2 separate regions of the Hordeum vulgare genome follow, and region 2 is linked to region 1. The links are chromatin contacts, called in public Hi-C maps. All regions are on one chromosome and are shown on one strand. The core of a region is the stretch at or near the end of the contact, and the rest is flanking DNA. Distances in the headings are between cores, read along the strand shown.

Region 1 (5,611 bases), core at 2,294-4,793:
CAGGAGAGAGGCCCACAAATGAGGGCCGGATGACAGCGGCCAGATCTGGCGCCGCCGGCCACCATAGCAACCACCGACGGCTGACCATAACCAGGCGCACCGCCCCCTGACCGGAGCCGTCACCACCAAAACTATGGCCGCCGCAATCGCGCCCAGCGAACGATCCCTGCCACCGCAGACGCGCCCGGCCGCCGCTCCCTACTGGTCGCGCGCCCCGCATCCGCCATGGTAGCCCCGGTGGGCGAGAGATCTCGCCGGATCCCGCAGCACCAGAGCCCGAGGTCCCACTGCCAGAGCCAGATCCCGAGATCCCGCCAGAGCCAGAGATCCCGCCGCCAGATCCCGAGGGGCCCGCCGCCGCCATCCCCGGGGCGTCCGCGGCTTCGTCGGCGTCCCCTCCGGCAGCGGCGAAGCGGGAGGGAGGGCAGAGAGGGGGCCGGCGGCGTAGCAGAGAGGAGACGGTCGCTGGAAGGGAGCGCCACGTCCAAGGAGGCACCAGCTGCGACGGCGGCTTAGGTGGCTCCCATGGTGTTCCCTGAAAAAAGATAAATTTCAAAGAGTATGTTACTCCCTCCGTTTCAAAATAGCTGTCATGGTTTTAGTTTATATTTTGAATTAAAATCATGACAATTATTTTGAAACGGATAGAGTACAATTGAAGAGATTCTTGAGCTAACACTTGAAGATATGGATACACATGAGCAATGGGCATATGTTACTGGCTTCCGCTACAACTGGAAGCTGGGCTCTTGTCAAAACCAAGATGCCCTGATGCACGACAAAACTGTAGCGTTGATCTTAAATTTGTGCTTATAATTTCCATCTACTTTTAATGTTAAAGAATTCTAGAGCTTATACTCTTTGCTAAAAGTATGCTTGTTATTATTTTTTTTTTTTTGGTTGTTGTCTTTGTTAAGCCCCGCCTTTTAATAGATGAGACTGAAAGGAAAGATAAATCTTTCCATTAGTACTCCCTCCGTTCCAAAATTCTTATGTTTGGTTTGTTTAAAAATGAATGTATCTAAATATTAATACATGATTAGATACATTCATATCTAGACAAATAAAAAACAAGAATTTTGATACGGAGAAAGTATCTGCATGGGTCCATTATCCTCACATATATAGCTTTAGATGAACAATTTCTTTTCTTTAATAGGAAAGGATTATTATTTTTGCCCACTTCTTTCGTCTCAAAAGATATAAAGTTGTACAAAGCTAAGATGTTATTTTGGTACGGAGAGGGTAGTAGACTAAAAACAGGCCGATGTGCATGGTTCAATTGGAACAGGTGAACAGAAAGTACCTTTATTTCAGATTAACAACAAGCAGATTAGGGCTCTGATGAAAAAACTGACAAGGAAAGAAAACCACGAAAGGATTTCAAATGGCAAAATTGCTAGTACATACTAGTCGGTCATGCATGTCGTTTGACTAGAGTTTCCTCGGATTCGTAGATTTTCGTTTCTTGCTGCCTTGATCTGTCGCTGTGAACTTGAAGACAGTGGCGGTTGCCAGGGCAGGAGGATAAGGAGGACGAGGAGGAGGAGAAGGAGGACGAGGAGGAGGAGGAACGTGTTTGTCGATGTGGATGGTGACCGGGACAGCGTCGCCAGACAAATACGCTTTCGGCACAGAGAGAGACGTGACCTCGTCTGGCCATGGCGTGCCACCGGGCAAGAAGTTGCTTGTCATCACCGGCAACTCTAACGTCACCCTCGCGCCACTGCCGGTGTGCTCCACGGCGAGCTTGTACGAGAACTGGGGCGCGCCCGGTGCATCGTCATCAGCCCTCACACACACCAGCGACACCACGGTGCTGTTGTCGCGGTCGTCCAGGACCACCAGGAACACGTTTCGCTGCCGGTCGGCCATATCATCCTCGCCGACGAGGACGTGCCAGCGCCGGGTAAAGGGCAGGCTGAGCTTCCCCGGCTGCCCGTAGCGGACGACGAAGATGGGGCGGGAGTGTTCCGTGGAAATGTGGTCGAGCAGCATCTGCCGGGAGCCGGAGAAGTCGCAGCCGCCTTCGCCGCCACCGGGCCCGGGCCCGGCGCGCCCGGGCAGTAACAGGGCGCGTGCTGGCAAGCGCGGCGGTGGTCCGAGCCGTCGTGGTAGACGATGAGGCCCGCCTCGCAGCCGAACTTGACGTGGTCGCACGGCAGCTTGACGGCGCCGGCGCAGGCGTCTGCCAGGGGGCAGTGGGCGGCGACACGGCCGCAGTCCTCGCCGTGCGCACCGCCGCAGAACGAGCACATCAGGTGCCCGTCGTCGCACTGCGAATTTTAAAAAAATTATATAAGGATCAACACCACTGCGAAGTAATAATCCCCATGCATGACGCTAATCGATCTGCAAACAAGCTAGTCCAAGATTCAAGTGAATAATTTAGTCAGTACCGAGAAGATAGGCGGTTGGAGCGGGAGGTGGCAGGCATGGCAGTCCAAGAGCTCCCGCGCCTTGCTTTTTTCGAAGATGAGGAAGGACGCCACGTCGTGGACGGGATGCAGCTGGGCTTCAACGTGTACCATGGCCAGAGCTCCGTCTTCTCCTCCTCCGCCGCCGCCGGGGCTGCCATGACTCATTTCTTCTGCCAGGTCAAAGGTCACACGCGCCAATGATGCTGGAGATTATATATATGGACGCCGGGCCGAGTGGAGAACTGAACGGCCGAATGATCAACTATGGGGCTCCACATTACTCCGATGGCATTCAAACTCCGATTGACGGCGCGTTTCGATTTCCGGTGTACTCCCTCCGTTTCTTTTTAGGGTGAATTCCGCTTTTTACCCTGTAGTTGTACATTTTTGACACTAATTACCCCCATCGAGTGGCAATTCGTCTATAATATTCCTTTTGGAAGTTTTGACACTTGTTTTCTGATGCGTGTCCATCAGGCAAGGTATGATGTGACGCATAGGATCCAAAAATATATGGACGAGAAATGAAACAGATGGACAAGAGAAACCTCGACATCATCGTCAACGATGTCCTTTGATCTTTAAAGATTTTTCTACGAATCATTAACGCAGCATGCCGATCCTATCTTACATAAACAATAAAAATGTAAATCCGAGGAAATACCGTGTTAAAAGTCACTAAAATCTGATATTTTTAATAAAAAATCATTAAATGGGTTAATATCTGTCATAAATGTACAACTATAGGGTAAAAAGCGAAATTCGGTCTTCTTTTTACTCCGCGTATAAGATTTAGTCAAAATCAAACAACATAAAGTTTGATCAAATTTATATCAAAAAATATGAATATCTACTATATTAAAATTATATAGTATGAAAATACACCTCGTGGTGCATCTGATAATATTGATTTCATGTTGTGAATGTTGATATTTTTTAATATAAAGTTAGTCAAACTTTACAAAGCTTGACTTTAACCAAACCTTATATTCAGACTAAAAAAACGGAGGGAGTACTTCCCTAGTGGCGTGTGTGGTGAGTACTACGAATTAATTCCATGGATGGAGACCTGGACCGACGGCGAGATGAGATACTCGAAAATGGAGTGGATGCATGCATGCACCCATACACCAGACCTACATGTCAAGTATTTTGGACCTACATGCCAAGTGGCACATTAATGCACGGCTATCTAGCCGAGACCATCATGAATTGGTACCCAACAAGTGACGAAATGGGCACGGAAAACTCTCACAGGCCATGAATACCTAACAAGTGAGGGGTTTGACATACCTCAAAACATAAAAAGATCCCAATTTTATAAAGCAGTGATCAAACGTAAGCACATGTTTAGATTTGGCACAAAATTCAAGATCCATAATGGGAAGTCCGCAAAACTTGGGTTGGACCAGGGGTGCCGCGACCAGATGCTTCAGCAGACTTTTCCTAGGTTGTTTGCCGTTCAAAAATGTTGTTACAGTCACTATATGTTGGTTAAGGGGTAGTGGGTTCCTCATTTCATAAGGACGTTTGGGGAGTGGGAGGCCCAGGAGTGGCAAGGGTTGTCATAGACCCTGAGTGGTGGACACATATCGAAAGGCCGAGATATTATCTTGTGGGGGCTCGAACCTTCAGTAATGTTCTCCACAAGATCGCTTTACAAGGAAGTATTTAGGGCCCTCCTCCGTACGATTTGACGGGCATTTGGAAAGCCCGCATCCGGGCAAAAGTCAACAACTTACTGGGGAAGGTGGCTAGGAATCATATCCCAAGTCTAGACTAAGTGCTTAAGGCTGGTCACAATGGGGAGGAACTTAGCAGTAACATCACACACTCCAATACAACTTTGCTTATGTGACACGTATTTAGTGAACAGAGAGGTGCTTGTGGTAACTAGCTAAGTTACCGGAACATCACACACTCCAAGAAACAATGAGTCTATAGCCTAATAAATGCATTGTTGCATGACACTACATACATGTTACTTTCCATTATGGAGGTAGGAACATAGTCTAGGAAAGCGTGTAGGTTCCTACCTTATGTTACTCTCCATTGTGACCAGCCTAAATGGCACAGGGCGGGCGATGACCAACGTGTTCGATGAGACCAAGATAGTAATCGAAACCATATTTCCTTCAGATGCATTATAGATAGATTTACAAGGGTTGTTTTGCGGGAGGCCATGGGGTGTTCATGGAACCCTGCTGCTTTTTCTGATTTCCTTAGGTTGGCTTAGTGTACGATACGCAAGGACCGTAAACTGGCGTTGGTGGGCTTCGTTGCCCTTGCATGTACGTTATGGACATCTGGCAAAAACAAAGTGCTTATATAGAGGGGAATTGTTTCGACATCCGACTGACCTACTGTTTGAACTGATGGTATTTTTGCTGCTTTGAAATTTTTGGGTGAGACAATAGGACCATCCTTAGATGGAGTTGTTCACGACTCATATCTGATCATGCTGCACTGAGGTTGCGGCGACCGACGAGCAGGGACATCACGGATATGGAGCCCCCCAGTCTCCGTCGGGGGCTACATCCTACATGCGTCATCATTTGATGGCATGCGTATCTCACCGATGTCAGCTTGAGCCGTGGTGCAATGTCTGGTCATTACTGCTATCAAACTTCTTTGTTTTTCCCTTTCTGCAACTCTAGTTTAACACTACAGTGTAACTTGTATAGTATACATTTTGATAGCACAGAGATAGCACGTTATTAAGGGCCTTATTCTAATGTCAGGTGTTTGCCTCCGTTCTAGAAAAAAAACATGATTTGAATGGAGCATGGGATCTCCGGCAAAGCATGCATGCATGCATATATACCATATAAAAAATTGGGAGAGGAAGAGGGGGCATTTCATTACTTAGAGCAGCCCTCCACTCCTTACGTTTCAACCCTCAACTACATATACATGCGGATGCGCGTAGAGCTTCACTTTGGCAACTCCAAGAAAATTAGCCCGTGCGAAGGTAACTCGTTCGGTGCTACTCCGGCTATGATCCATTCATTAGAGGGGAGCTGCGGAGGGCTGGTGAACAGGGCCTAATTGATCATAGTGTTACAATCTTTCATAATGAGAATGCTTCATCAAGAACAAAACACATACAAGGGAAAATCAGGTTCTCAAATGGCTATGCAAACTTGTGCGGGCCCCTGAGAGCCACTCTGCATTTCTCTTGTTCTCTCCGG
Region 2 (5,611 bases), core at 2,306-4,805, 54 kb before region 1:
AAATTTACATCTACTAGCGAGTTCTTTTGGACGCTTTAAAAAATTCTCCGGAAGGTAAAAAAATAAATTGCCTCTTAAATTTATGAGGTTTATGTGCCATAACTAATTCAAAATCCCCACGGAATAAGTGAGGCAGATTATCAAAAATAATTAGCAGAAGGCGGCTTATTTTGTGCGCCGACAAAAGAACCGGCCTTACTTATAAAATCGTGAGTTTGATGAATCTAAATGATTCAAGTCATCTGACCGCCTATATCCAATGTATCTTGCTGCTTCAATGATGTTTCCATCAGATCATCAATAAGTTGAAAACATGTTAATTGCATATCATAATTTGGAAACAACATTAATTGTATTGAACACAATTTAATTTTGGAGTCAACATTAATTATCGTTAATCTTGAAAATAAATTTACTATAAAACAGGACATGCATGCATGTACACGATAACTTGTGGCTATAAAAGATGACACACTGATAGCAAACTGGGCCAACATTGGCCCTTCATTCTTTCACTACTAAGGAAAGCACTACTGCTACAACGTTACCGCTAGTATTTAGCGCGCGGTAGGGCATTTTCTGTCCAGCGCTACTCCTAATTCTGATAGCAGTATCGCTTTGCTACAGCCAGCGCCATTAGTAACTTTCGTAGCAATAGTGCTTGTTTTCTACCCAGCGACACTACCATGCGTTTGTATTTTTTGTGTGCATTGTTATACAATGTTTAATACAACAACAACGACGAGGTAGTGAATGAAACATCGAATGATATAACAACTCATCATCATATTATGATAACTCGTCGTCTAGCATATCACAAGTTATCAATACTAACTAATTGTTATCATACGAGTTAAAACACTGCTCATCATTCTAGCAACAAACTAGCAAGTGACCAAGTTATCATAAGTTAAATAACAAGTTACCAAGTTATCACAAGTTACTAACACTAATTATTGATCTCTCCTAGGTAAAATGGCATAAAAAAGGTGAACTCCGGCATCTCCGCATTGAAGAATACAGCTCAAGCTATCTCCATCTTGTGAGATGTGCATATAGTCTTCAAGTGGTTGCGTGGGTGCTTCTATTGCGTTGCTCCATCATTCGATTTTCAAGATTTGCTTCCTTCTATGCGTGACCGTAGAACTGGAATAGTGTGATCCACATGAACCCAAATTTCGATATTATTATCACGAACATTTTCATGACCAATTTCGATGGTTATATCCATGTCCTCCAGAAATCCGTACACCTTGCATAATACTTTCCAAGTAGAACAACCAAAATATGTGTGATCCGCTGCATTTTTTAGCTTAACATCAAAAGGGAAAAGGTTCGTGTTTAGGTGATCTTTCTTAGTCTCCGGACTCTCCCTATCTTGAAAATGGAACTTGTCCAAGACATGAATTCTTGCATGGAAGGAAATGAACAAGTCGAATTGTACAAAAGAAAATTACAGGTTAATTATAGCAAAAAAGCAAACGCCATGCTTCATTACAAAAAACATCCCATCTTTACATACCATAATATTTTCGTAGTCGTCCTTTAGCTTGACGGTGAAGGACGTAACATTTTCTAGGTGAGGATAACGGTCGCATATACCACTGTCGTCGGTGCACCTATCACACTCAAGGATCCCCTTGTCGTGAGACATTTTTTGTGTTCATGACTCAAAGATTAAAAATCAACGGTAATTATACCAGAAACGGGTATAATAATACCAAAATCATCGCATTGATCACTATTCAGCATGGGTTGTCTTTCAGTCTGTCGAGTCTCCATTGAAAAACTCTGATCTCAGGTGATGTATATGATGGGCACTCCCTCAAATTGATATCACGATCCCCGGTAATGGTCGCTCGTCTCCTTCTTGTCGTGCATTGTTAATGTGTCTATCATGACAAAGGATGACAAACGATCCCCAGGACAACAATCAACAATCTTCCTCATTGGTATAATGGACACTCCCTCACATTGATATTACGACTTTCGGTGCTGCTCGCTCCTCCATTCGTTCCCAAGTGCATTACAAAAATGTCTAGCACACGAGATCGAAGAAGAAACGACCCCATGACAACAGTCGGGGATTCGGTCTTCTCCCCTCGCTGAATGTGTCACACAAGTACCCCAAATAGACTCAAAGTCAACCCAAACCATCAATTGTTTAACATTGGAAATATCGAGTAATGAACTAAGTTTCAGCGTGACCTTTTCTACAGACGGTGCATATATCGAGCACCTGAAATTTATTGGAACATAAATGAATTAATATTTTGACAAAACATACGCACTCGTAGGTGTTCTCGGCACAATTATACTTAAAATGCTAAATTTTCTAAAGGTGTCAATTTTTTCCATAGCAATATTATCATGATGAAGTACTTAACCACTCAATCAAAATAAACTTCGTCTCATTGTTCTCTCTTTTATTTCATCCACCAATCTATCTATGTAATAACAAAGTAAACGAGATTCTAAAAAAAAGCGAAGTACATCATGATCCATCAATCCATCTAACCATATATCCCTGCATCCATCCATCCATCCATCCATCTAATATCCATCTAAATGCATCCATCCATCTAAAAAAACAAAACCTAAAACTACTCATTGGACGAAAGCTAGGAAGGGGCTCACGGTGGGGGCATGGACGAGCCGGAGAGGGCGCGCGCAGGGCCGGCCGACCCTCGCGGGGAGGGCCGGGACGGTGGAGAGTCGGGCTGTCCGGATACGTCCTTGGACGAGCCCGGACGCGTCCGCGAACGTATAAAGCGTCGAATTTGCCCAGCCCAGCTGTTGGTGCTCTAACTACCCAGGTTGTAGTATGGATTTTTCATTTGTCTTTGTCTATATATATAATCATGCTAACTTTTGACTAGTCAGAATATAGCTACATTTCCGAACAACTTCTTATTTGATAGGTTTAACTAACCTGCATGCTTGTGTAGTGTGCGTGCGTCTATATGAATGCCAACATTTAGTTACAATTGTTATTTAATATTATGTATAGATATAGGCTATGTTTGGATCCATGGGTTAGAGTTAGACTTTGTTAGATTGAACCAAACTATCCCCAAAACATCCACACAGGAGGTTAGAGTTGGTTAGATGCATCCAATCCATCCAAAAAATAACCAACCCAAGAGGTATTTATTTGGGTTAGAGTTAGGTGGGGCCAGAAAAATTACTTTTCCCTTTACCTCCACCACACCAAATCCTGGTTAAAGAAGTCAAATGATTGGAAAAAGCGATTTGACTGGCAATCTAACCCTGTCATCCAAACATCTCTTTGGTAGAGTTAATTTAAGGTTGGCCTAAGGTTAGAATATAATTCTAACATCTAACCGACTTAGAGTATCAAACAAGGCCATAGATAGATTGGTCGAAGCATTAATTCAGTACTGTGCAACTTGACTTTTCTTTCTTTTGGAGTATTTGCAACTTGACTTGTCGGACCACAACTCTGGTAGATGGACGTACTACTGGACCATCATAATTCTAGCTACAAGCCATACTGGACTACGACGTTAGTTTCATCTTTCATGTCAGGTACAGCAACGATGTGGGCTCCGTTGCTTTTCTTACTGGGCACTATCTCCCGCCGCCCGTAGAGGTCGCCACAGAATGTAGGGGACCCGATGGAAAGTGTTGGCCGCTTCCTTATTGCCAAATCGTGTGCTTCTACACACGGCTAGTTTTGTGAAAAATAAAGAAAGCTACAGTGTACTCAGAAACACACATGATTTGCAAATATTATAGGTGCACGCTACTTTGAAAGTAATGCAAACAACTAAGAATATAGTCCTTAAAACCAAAAACTGAGAATACAATCAAAGCTTTTTTTTCTACAGATATACAATGAAATCTTGAAGACATCTTCTCCATGGTACTAATCTTTGCAAGATAAAATACCACAGACACTTCAGAAAGAGAATGCATTTATACCGAAGCATCGGTATATATTGCAACTGATTCACCAGCACGAACTTGCTAACCAATAAAGATTTCGGGAGTTACCCATGCAAAACGTGGAGATGATGAGGGTGATAAAGGTCCTTGAGCCGGGATGATCCCTTGGAAGTGCTCGCCGTCGAACCACAAATTCTTCATCATAAAGTTGCGAGATAATAAGGCTCTCTCAGGATGCATACCTCCATGTCCTGCCCAAACAACCAGCGTAATATTATTAACAAAAGACCGGGACAATCACTGTATACTGACAAAGACTGATTTTTTTTAAGATGGCATCCGGAGGCAAGGGGCCAAAATTTGTCCATGGAAAGGGTCTAGGGGTGCTACTGTTAAAGATGCCAGGGCCGTAGCACTTCTTTGGGTTTTAACTTGTGTAGATCAAGAAGTCCATGGGCTCGTTTGAAAAATCAACGTATACAAGAGGCCGCCTCATTGTCTCATTATTAGTCATGGCATGCATACGAAATTAGGGGGTGTTTCTTTCCAGGGACTTTTTGGTGTAGGGACTACAAAAAGTCTCTTTTAGTCCCATGTGAAAGAAACAGGAGAGACTTTTAGGGACTAAAGTGGGGTAGTTGGGACTAAAGGAAGAAGTCCCTATGGGAGGGACTTTTTGGGACTTTTTTGGCTCTTTTCCTAACAATGCCACTACTTTTAGCATGCTATTTAATAACTTGTAGTATATTACTAGGGGTAACATGGTCTTTTTACATGTCATTTAATGACCTCTAGTCTATGTTTAGTCCTTGGAAAAAAACAGGTAGGGACTAGAGACTTTTTAGTTGGGACTAAAAAAAGTCCTAGGACTTTTTAAAGAAACAGGGCCTTACTCCCTCCATTCCTTGAACAAAGGGGGTAATGAAGTGGTCCTGTTATGCATTCACATAGTAGGGCTGCTCCCTCATAGGAATATGTCTGCTAGTCATCAATGCGTGCTCTGCATTGGCTAAGAATTTATGGAAGTTTATGATTTTGTACTCTATTCGTCTCAAAATAAGTGACTCAAAAATGACTCTACTTTATACTAAAATTAGTATAAAACTGTGTCATTTTTGAGTCACTTATTTTGAAACGGAGGGAGTATATTGGAAGTTTTTATATATGTGTTATTTTCTTCAAATACTCTCTCCTTGTTCCCTTGTTTGAGATATTCAGGTCAGGTCCTGACATTTCAGGGGCCCTGCCCTAGACAATATAAAGGGTCCCTAAAGCCACTTAAACATATGAGTATTTGTTTTCCTATTTGAACTGCAAATAAATACTGAGTAAAGTATAAATTATGTTGCCTTGTCATCAACTATCCAAAAACCAGCTGTAAACACTGATATTAAAAGTTGTGGGATCTTATCAATGGACACCTATATTTTTTGTATTATTATTTGGTGAATTAGTAACAATTTTGTACTTAATCAATATATTCTCGTCTTGTAATTTGTCGCTAGGTTGTTTTTCCAACAAGAACTAAAGCTAATTCCTCTGGTTTCGCAGCACTAGAAGTTTTCATATCTGTCATAAAAAAATTCAATAGCTCCTTTCGAGGCCTCAATCAACTCAGTGCATGTTTTTTTCTCCTTACCAGATCGATACCAACAATCTTGCTAATTAGCACACAAACATATAATGCGTGAAATTACGAAGA

Evidence for each region. Hi-C and Micro-C count contacts between places; a contact is called where the count stands out from the background.
Region 2: a Hi-C map of leaf shows a contact between it and region 1, with 5 times the contacts expected there. The contact joins two enhancer-like sites. A contact is called at or near these places in 3 of 6 Hi-C or Micro-C datasets (leaf and seedling).

The regions. Positions count from the first base shown.
Region 1 is chr3H:605,403,028-605,408,638 of MorexV3_pseudomolecules_assembly, reverse strand. It overlaps the pseudogene LOC123441043. Among protein-coding and RNA genes, the nearest start is that of LOC123442224, 36 kb to the left of the region's middle. Within about 2 kb of position 3,543, at least 2 of the 3 cell types and tissues checked have open chromatin away from gene starts, as enhancers often do. A contact at or near this core is called in leaf, where this site is marked.
Region 2 is chr3H:605,456,660-605,462,270 of MorexV3_pseudomolecules_assembly, reverse strand. No RefSeq gene overlaps it. Among protein-coding and RNA genes, the nearest start is that of LOC123441045, 17 kb to the left of the region's middle. Within about 2 kb of position 3,555, at least 2 of the 3 cell types and tissues checked have open chromatin away from gene starts, as enhancers often do. A contact at or near this core is called in leaf, where this site is marked.